2 separate regions of the Rattus norvegicus genome follow, and region 2 is linked to region 1. The links are chromatin contacts, called in public Hi-C maps. All regions are on one chromosome and are shown on one strand. Each heading gives the region's core, a stretch centred on a gene start, on an enhancer-like site or on the middle of the called end of the contact. The rest is flanking DNA. Distances are from core to core; before and after follow the strand shown. Region 1 has its middle 940 kb from the start of Nr2f2. Region 2 overlaps LOC134485135 (a long non-coding RNA gene).

Region 1 (4,547 bases), core at 1,161-3,660:
TAGTTCCTCAATGGCTTCTTTACAAAGGCAATTTAACTGATTCCATCTACCTCTTTAGGTTGATTAATTGTTCACATATTACATCTGAAACCATAACATCCTCCAATCACACCAAGCTTCAGGAAAATGCTCATAGCTTTGTTTGTGTCTTTGATTTATTCAGCATATTTCATCCTATCTCATAAAACCCCAACTGGAATCTCTTCCTTCACTGGCAGATTATTGTCCATTATCAACATGGATCTAATCCATTGCCTTGCAACTGTATCCCTGTTGCCCCCACAGCAGATATGCTCTTCTGTAAGCAGCATGAGAAGCATTTGCAGAGCTTGTTTTTGTTAAAAAATTTTTTAACAATTATGGCTTCTCTTCCTTCACAGAATAGTTCTCCTTTTCCATTATTCTAATTCTACTTATATGTATGATAGACTTTATTGCAAACTGCATGTTTTTAATTCAGGGCAACATGATCAAAGTTAACTAATACAGTCATCCTTCCTTGTACATGAGTTTAATATCTGTAGATTCATTCAGGCCTGAATTAAAAGCATTTGGGGGAAAATGCACCAATATGGAACATATAAAGTCTCCTTTCACTGTTCTCTAAACAATACAGTATTTACATTAAATTAAGTATTAAAAATAATGTAGAGATGACTTAAACTGTGGGAAAGGATATGAATATAAGCTTTATGTGAAACTATGCTGTTTTTTTAAAGGATTTTAGCATGTATGTATTTTCATGTCTGTGATGAATCTTGAAACCAATCCCCCAACAGATGTTGACAGCCACATATGTGCTCACATATCCTTGTATAAGTTCTGTAAGCTATGTGAGCTTGAGAAAGAACCTCAGCTCTCTAATCAAAATGGTAGTAACACTTTTGTAAAGAATTTATGAGCAATAGACATTTACCATTCCACCTGTGCTTGTTTGAAGTTTGGTGTGTCAGGGAATTATGACTAGATGGATCTGGGCATATAGACCTACTTACCTCTACACACACACACACACACACACACACACACACACACACACACACACACACCTAAACATATTTCCAGAAGACACATACCAATGGTTAGCATTTACAAAACAGCAGCAATTGCTATAAATTTCATCTTTGCAATGATCTCATGATTACCACTATAATCTTCATTACTAGAATGTTTTCTGTAAGGCTGTCTGGCTCTCCTCACTTCTTCATGCCAGCAGCTATAATGAGATTCTGCCCCCCCGCCCCCGACTGTTACTGCTGTTCTGATAAACTGTGATAATCCCAAGGGAATATCTTGTCTGTTATCACTCAGGTTTCTGTAAAACCAGGGAATTGCTTATATCAGATGTTGGGGGACCCTCTTTCTGAAAACTTCTCTCAGGAATTTCACTAGCACTCAAGATATAGCTCCTCCTCCCAGGAATTTTGAAGTTTTTCATTTCTCATCTTTGCTATTTTTCCCCTTGTTTTCTTTGCCATCCTCTTTCTTCTTTTGCCTTCACCCCACTCTGCTTTCACTCCTACATCCTATGCCATTTCATCTCCCAGGCTTCCCATCTTCCTAGCTGCACTAGTAGTATTACACCCATTCTCGGTGTCTTAGGTATCTTACTAGTAATGGGCCAATAATCTGGTTAGGAATTCCACACTTTAGGATAAAACTAGGATGAAAAAGTTAGGCACTTTCATTCCAGTATGTTATAATTACAGCAAGTTATTTCTGTTAATGTACTTCTAGGAGAAAGACATTTGGCTCAGGCTCAAGACAGGCAGACTCTGGTTGTGAGAGGCCAGAGCTTGCAAGGTGTCCAGAGAAGGCTTTATCAGGTCACACAGCCAGATAAACAAAAGGGTAAGCACTCTCTCTCTCTCTCTCTCTCTCTCTCTCTCTCTCTCTCTCTCTCCCTCCCTCCCTCCCTCCCTATCTCTGCATTAACCCTCAACTGGAAATGCCTCCAGGAAGGTCCCACTCTTCACAAACACTCCAGGACAAGATGATAAGAAGATTACAAGTAAAGGCTCTCTTTAGTTATTCCACATCTCCTGTCAGACAAAGTAAGTTAAATTACAGGCTGGCCACAAATGCATTGATCATCTGCTCAGCTTGTACTATCCAGAGCCTCCAAGATCTATGCCCAGGATCAGCAAAATCATCTCAGCTAAGCTCATTTTAGTATGGAGGTCTAACCCAATTCAGGGAGGTGAGGTCAGGGCCTGGCCCTTACTGGCCAATGTTGAACTCAAGTGATGTACGATCTTCATCAATGAAGATTTCGGTCTACAAGAGGTGTTGAAAGGACTGAGCACACAGGTGACAGAGCCCTTGCTCTGAAGGACTCCATCATATATGACTCCATCAGTCCATGGGCTCCTCCCTCATCTTGTAAATTACCAGATTGAAAACACAAACGGCATTGCTAAGCACATCATTTTCCTGCTCAGAATTCCTGTGTGAGCATTCAGGATGACACATTGAATAAGTCCTGCTACACTTCAGATTCCCTTCCCTTATTTATGAATACAATTTTTTGTTGGGACACAGTGTTCTCTTACCCTTTAGTTACCCTCTTTTAACCTATAAAATATACCATGCTCTCTAACAAAGATATAAACTCTTTAAATGGTTTTGATAGCCCAGTCCTCTTACAAATAAGATAAGCCTTTCTGAGGCTGTAACAGAAAGAAAAGATAAATCATTTGAAACCCTTTAAAATTCTGTACATGACACCCTTCTTTATTAAAAAGGCCCATTGTAAATTGGAAAGTTCCGAAGTCTTTGTGGTGAGGGAGAATGAATTATAATGACATCACTGGGTCATGAACTAGGCCCACTGGCCACTTTCCAGGATGAAATTGACTGGGAGAGATCAGATGAGCCCATTCGTAGCTGAAGACGTCTGGGAGGCAGCCAGGGAATCGAGGTTCAAGCCCCCTATTTAGGACACACTTCCTCTTCCTCTCCATCATCAAAGCGGATTGGTGATTTCCCAGGCTAGGCATGGTGCCTAACAATGCATTTCAATCCGTATTCGAAAGAACACCCAAAAAGTTCTTCTTTTCCCCCCATACTCATTCCCTTGTGAAAGACCTCATGAAAAATATTAACATGTCAACATCTGGCTGACACCTTGGCTATATTTTCATCATGCTGCTGATGGGAAGCATTTTGCCTTCAAATAAGCATAATTTGCCATTTTTTCCTTTCTCCTTTTTGTCTCTCTCCCAGCATAATAAATGGTGCCTGAAGCCCAAGAGAAACTCATTTCTGTTAACAGATCATTTGTAAACCTTTAAGGGCAGCTGGCGTGAAAGGGGCATTTTTCCCTTCTGTCTTAACTTTCCTAGTTGTCTCTCTAAATGCAAAATGACACCTCATTCAACGCTCTCTGGTGTCATCTTAATCTCCCTTACTCTACACGTTCTACCTTTTTGATATTGCTCGAGACTGCATGGAGGCTCTTACCTAATACTGTAATACCTATTATCTGAGGCATTTAGATACATAGACTCTAGCCAGCTAAGAATAATACAGATCAATTGCATGTCAGCAGCCCAATAAATTCACCTAGGTGATTCTTTTTTTCTGAGTAGGGGAAAAAAGAGAGGTGTCTACCCACCAGACCATATAGCCAGCACATTTCAATATTAATATATTTTATGCATGCATGTGATAATATTTTACTTTCTTTATAGTTCTGTGGGAAGTCCCACTTCTCTCCGTAAAGATTATTGCCTATTCTGAGGGGGTTATGATTATAGATACTTACTAAGACAGGAATAATTGACCATAAAAATCCTTTTATATTCCCACAATTATTTTTGCATTGACTAAAAGTGTCAAGAAAATTTTGATTTTTATTAGCAGGCCCCTAATTTTGCCTTCATTTCGATTATTTTATCTGGACTTCCCCCCAATATGTTTTTAGTCTGAGTTATTTGGCAATCGTACAAAAGAACAATTTGTTACAGAACCTTTACCGAATGGAAGCCCTATAATCCAAGCATAACATCAAGTATCAAATAAAATAAAAATGTATGAGATCAGCAAAGAGGACATGCTCCAAGGTAAGGGACAGATCTGAGGCCTAGAAAAAAGGAAGTTTAAATCAAAATTTGACTGCTCAGCTATGAAGTAAGTCTGCAGAACAAAGGGTCAAATGCAACATTGACCCGTCATTCCCCTCCACCCACCAATAGGTCAGATCCCGTCAGCCCTGAGCCTATTTCCAGTAAGGCTCAAAAAACAGAGTTGCGCTGCCTAAGACATATTGTGGACAGTCCCAAAGGACACTGGAGAGAAAGGAAGAAGAAAGGCATTGGCTCCTGAAAAAAGAGGCTGCAGTCAGGAGGAATTGAGGAGGTGGTAGGTGCCTAATTGACTCTTGCACTCAGGCCCCTCTCTGCTGAATTACCATTGCTCCTGTGCTTGACTTGATAACTCTAAATGCAAGAAGCAAGCACAAACCAAAGGTCAGGAGTGGACCCTGTGGTCAAAATCATTACTACATCTGGAAAAATCTCAGCTCAAACAGGGAGGGAAAGCATTGC
Region 2 (4,547 bases), core at 1,469-3,968, 150 kb before region 1:
CTGACAAAGTCAGAGCTGTAAATCACACCGATACTTGATTACTCCAAGCATCTTTTTGTCACAGTTTGTTCTTCTTCTGTGGAAGTAGTGCCTCTTTCTCTCAGAGCCCCAGGCTGTTCTGGGGAGTGGTGATCCTCCCGGAGTCTCGGGAGTTACAGGCATGGGCCACTGTCACCAGCTTGGTCCTCATTTGTTTTCAGCAGAAAGTTAATTTTCTTTACTCATCTGTATATGTCAACTTAATCAATATGTCATTAAAAAAAAAATCCAACCTAACATCTCAGTTATGGCAAATAGAGAATTCCACCTCCAATCCCAATTCCTTGAGGCCTCCTTGATTAGCACTGAAGTCCTAATCAGAGCCTTCACCTCACAGGTCTCTCTCACTGAAGAGAGAACCAGCACAGTCATTTTTTTGACCTTTAATTTCCCTCTTCTGGTAATTCCACAGCACTCACTGAGAAGCTGTTCCTTTTCATATTTCACAGGCCCTGTTCTCTTAACTATAGACAATATATTTATTTTAATCACTGAACTACTATCAAAGCAGACATAGAATTTTGTACCCAACATCATCATTCTAAAATACCAAACATCTTTTTTTCCTTAATTTATGCTCCCAAAGTTTTAAAGTGTCTGTTTATATAGTACAGCAAAAGTATCCACTGCAAATTAAGTGCTGAATGTGGGAAAGTGCGATTGGTATTGCTAATACAGGCTTGTCACTCAGTGGGTTGGTAGGTCCTTATGGTATGAGCAGATCATTTCAAAATGTTTTTCATTTTTATCGTTAGCCACAGACTAGATAGTTAATATCATTAACCCACTGAAGTTGAGCTGGTAAGATACTCCACAGAGTTTTAGTTTAATATTATATCTAGGTGTTTGGCTTTATGGACACACTTGTGACACTGTGGACTTAAATAAAAATATACTTATTTTATATCATCAAAAATTAAGTGTAAGGGCTGGCAAGATGGCTGAATGGAGAAAGAGGCTTGCCAAAAACCCCAATGAACTGAGTTCAAATTCCAGAATCCACAAGGTCGTTCGCTTCCAACTTAGAAAAATCTTCATTCCATGCTCACCTAGGTAGCACTGAGGCAAGCTCTCAGGACCTTATCAGGACTCCAAAAGCATCAGGAGAAAGCAACAAAATGAGGACCCCCAAACCACTTTCTAGATAGACTTGACCTGGAACACATCAGATATTACAGTCTCAATATTTCTTTTGCAGATCCTGCGGAATGGAAGGTATTGCAATTTTGCTGGTATCGGTGACCCGGCATCTCTGAATTATTTCCTGCTTTGGTTTACAGAGGAATAAGCCTGTAATTAATTATATATCAGAACATGAGAATCGACCTGGCAATGATGTACAGGCTAAGAACGCTCTATTTACATATGTAGGTTATTTAAAATATGTTGTGTTAGATAAATATTTAAAATTCCTTCTTATTTGGCTTATAAAGTGCTCAAAAAGAGGCTGCAGTTTGACTTTACAGAAGGTTCAAAAGTGAGATATTTGACATAGGCATCGTCCCTGCCCAGTCAACATTACCTCCTGTCCTTGCTTGGCAAGGCACACAGGAAACATCCTTAATAAAAACAACAACATCAATTATTTACATCAACGCTGAAATGTATAATGATGGGAGAAAGTTGGTCTTCAGGAATTCATATAGCTTACAGAACATAGAAGTACAAGGAGCCTAGGCATGAATTTTCAAAATGTCCGACTCAGGGAGAGGAGTCGAAATGGATAGGATGTATGGAAAACAGTGGTTGCACAATAAAATGTTCCCGCTGTGGGTAATTTTCTCCTTGCAAATAAACGTCCAGTTTTACTTTTAAAGGGAAATAAAACAAATTAGAGAGCCTAAAGAGATTTTTCCATGTCTGTCAAATCAACACGACCCTGCTAAGAAGAACAGACACCGGGAGGTGACAAGGTGGGAAGATAAGAAGGTCTCAATGATACACAGGAGGAATCCTGCCGAAATTGATGAGGGCGCCCTGAAGTTAACTTTTCTCCAGAGGGTTTACCTATACCTGCGTTTGGTCCCTGCAGAACGGATCTGTGAACACGGAGATCCACCAGGGGGAGCAGTTCACCAGCACAAAACCAACCTTCCTGAAGGAAGTCGCTGAAGGCACCTCTTCCTCTCAATTTACACAGCTGACAGGACCCTGATTTTATCAGTTCTCCTAGATGCAGCGCGCACATACCTGGAGCTGATTCCCTCCATCCGGCCTCATGCTGCTGGGATACGATACACCTCGCAAGCTCCTGATCACAGGCATGCTTTTCCTTGCAAAGCAGCCCTTGTAATTTACTGAAATCCCTTGCCTTTTTCATAGGAAGTAATTTGGACTCTGCTTCCACACCATCTTTTTAGGACAGAATGAATAGTTTATCAAACTAGTCGTTTGGTATGGCATAAAAGTGTGTGAGAGTCTCCCTCAGGTTTTGAAGGCAGGTATCCATTGGAGTTTACTGATAACCCCGGTTTCTCTCTTCAGCAACCCCCCCCCCCCCCATTTCTTCCTTTAACCAAAGCCCTGGGGCTGGGAAAGAAAACAGCTGTCAGAGAAAGGCTGGTGTCGGTGATAAGCCTTTTGTGTGCAAGCTCAAACTTTGAGACCAGCCTGTCCAAACAAAACAGCTGTGGTCTTCTGTGTGGACAGCAGAGTACACCAAGGCTGTTCGGAAAGGGGGGTTGGAGGGCAGGGGGAGCATCCAGAAAATATGCTGGTCCCTGAAGCATTCTGTCCACGGTTGCACAATCCATGAAGGAATTCCCAAGGGGAGCCAAATTTTATTTTTAGTAGAGGTCAGTCCTTTGGTCTCTTTGTCCCCATCCTTCATTATGGTGCTTTAGCACATCACTGTTACAATAGCCCTTCATGTTGGAGGTGGCGGGCCTGGCTCCGCAGCTCTGGCATGAGGAAGGCAGGGGGACTCATTCTAGACTCCAAAATCCAGAGTGAAACTACCCACAGGGACCCCCGTTTCTGGATCAATCTGCTTCAACACCAATGTCTTTCTGCTAGTCCCAGAGCCTGGGTCAAGAACCTCTAAAGAAGGAAGTAAGGGACGCCAAGGTTACTTTGTAACCTCTTGTCTGGCTGTGCAAGCGGCTCTTAAAGCAACAAGGTGAAGATCTGAAGTAGAAGTCAAACTCTTTCTTTGGAGTTAAAACAGAGACTGTTTCAGGAACTTATCTGATTCCCATTGCCTCATTTGTCCCTCATGGGCATCCTTAAACTCTGTGGAAAGCAAGCCTGCAGCTGACATTCAGAGAGTAGCTTATCTCTGCAGGGGTTAGTGTTCCTTCTAAGGGTATTAAACATAGGAACTCATTTAGGAGAGCTTTCCTTCAACCTTTCTGTTATTACACATTCTCATAACTTTCAAATTGATTTCTGAATAAACCATAGAGAAAGAAATCATGATTCTCAGGTGATATTAGCTATTAAATGTGTTGATCGACATCATAAGGTAGTTCTTGAAGAGGACCAGACTGAAAGAGCTAAGATCATTACGGGCAAAGTTTCACTTTTGAAATTTCACTACTTTATCCAAGTTGTTCATCCTGGAAACGGGATGAAAAAGATCCCATTAAAAATATGTAATAGTAGGGGCCAGGCATGGTGGCATGTACAATCCCCCCCCCCCAACACTCAAGAGACAGAGGCAGCATTGAAACAAATTCAGAGCTAACATTTTGATCTGATGCTATTACAGATATCTGTGTCTGAGTATGGAGGTAATCTGTTTTTGTTTGTTTGTTTGTTTGTTTTTTGTTTGTTTGTTTGCTTGCTTGCTTTTGGACCAGGAGACGGAAGGACAGACAGCGCTTTACCTGGCTCATTTTCTTCCTAGTCTTCACGTTGTGTTTCCACAGATACCACAATGCTATATTCTGAATTCAGGCACACATCTATAAAAGGTAAAGCTTATAGGGCTATTAATGGATCGGTCACCAGGTTAAAGAAACTGAGTCACATTTTATACCTAATAGAGCAGTAGAGGGCTGTTTCTCCCTACCTCTGCCCCTGCCCCTCCCTACCCCTGCTTCTCCTTGCCCCTGCCCCTCCTTGTCCCTGCCCCTGTCCCTTTCCAATTTTGCCTTTTCCCCTTGCCCTCCCATTCCTTTCCAACTATTTGCTGCCCTGAGTTGCTCCAACTTAAGGCCTTGTACCGTGACGAGCAAACGCTAGTGTTGAGCCACAGATCAGAGCCAAGAGTAGAGACTTAGCACAGCAGGCAAGAGGAAACACTGATTTCAACATGATGTCAAAGTTGTGCCCATACCTGACCCAGATTTCTTAATCCTCCTCAGTCGGAAAGGCCCCTCTGCCTAGACCCATCTATGAATCCTCATGTGAATGGGAGGGGTTGTACTGCTTGGAAAGGTAGCTACTTCTGTTTTTCAGAGTTTTGTGACAACTTCTTCCCTGCAGATGACTCCCTTGAACAGCTTTCTTCCTCCCCACATCTCCCATTCAGCATTAAAAAGAAGTATCTACCTTCTGAGGCATGA

Evidence for each region. Hi-C and Micro-C count contacts between places; a contact is called where the count stands out from the background.
Region 2: a Hi-C map of Schwann cells shows a contact between it and region 1, with 2.7 times the contacts expected there. The contact joins two enhancer-like sites. A contact is called at or near these places in 2 of 12 Hi-C or Micro-C datasets (the A7r5 cell line and Schwann cells).

The regions. Positions count from the first base shown.
Region 1 is chr1:134,366,519-134,371,065 of GRCr8, reverse strand. No RefSeq gene overlaps it. Among named protein-coding and RNA genes, the nearest start is that of Nr2f2, 940 kb to the right of the region's middle. Within about 2 kb of position 2,410, at least 4 of the 93 cell types and tissues checked have an H3K27ac peak or open chromatin away from gene starts, as enhancers often do. A contact at or near this core is called in Schwann cells, where this site is marked.
Region 2 is chr1:134,518,307-134,522,853 of GRCr8, reverse strand. It overlaps LOC134485135 (a long non-coding RNA gene), which reads left to right. Exons shown (of 2, transcript XR_010063064.1): 2 at 1,238-1,484. Among named protein-coding and RNA genes, the nearest start is that of Mctp2, 890 kb to the left of the region's middle. Within about 2 kb of position 2,718, at least 8 of the 93 cell types and tissues checked have an H3K27ac peak or open chromatin away from gene starts, as enhancers often do. A contact at or near this core is called in Schwann cells, where this site is marked.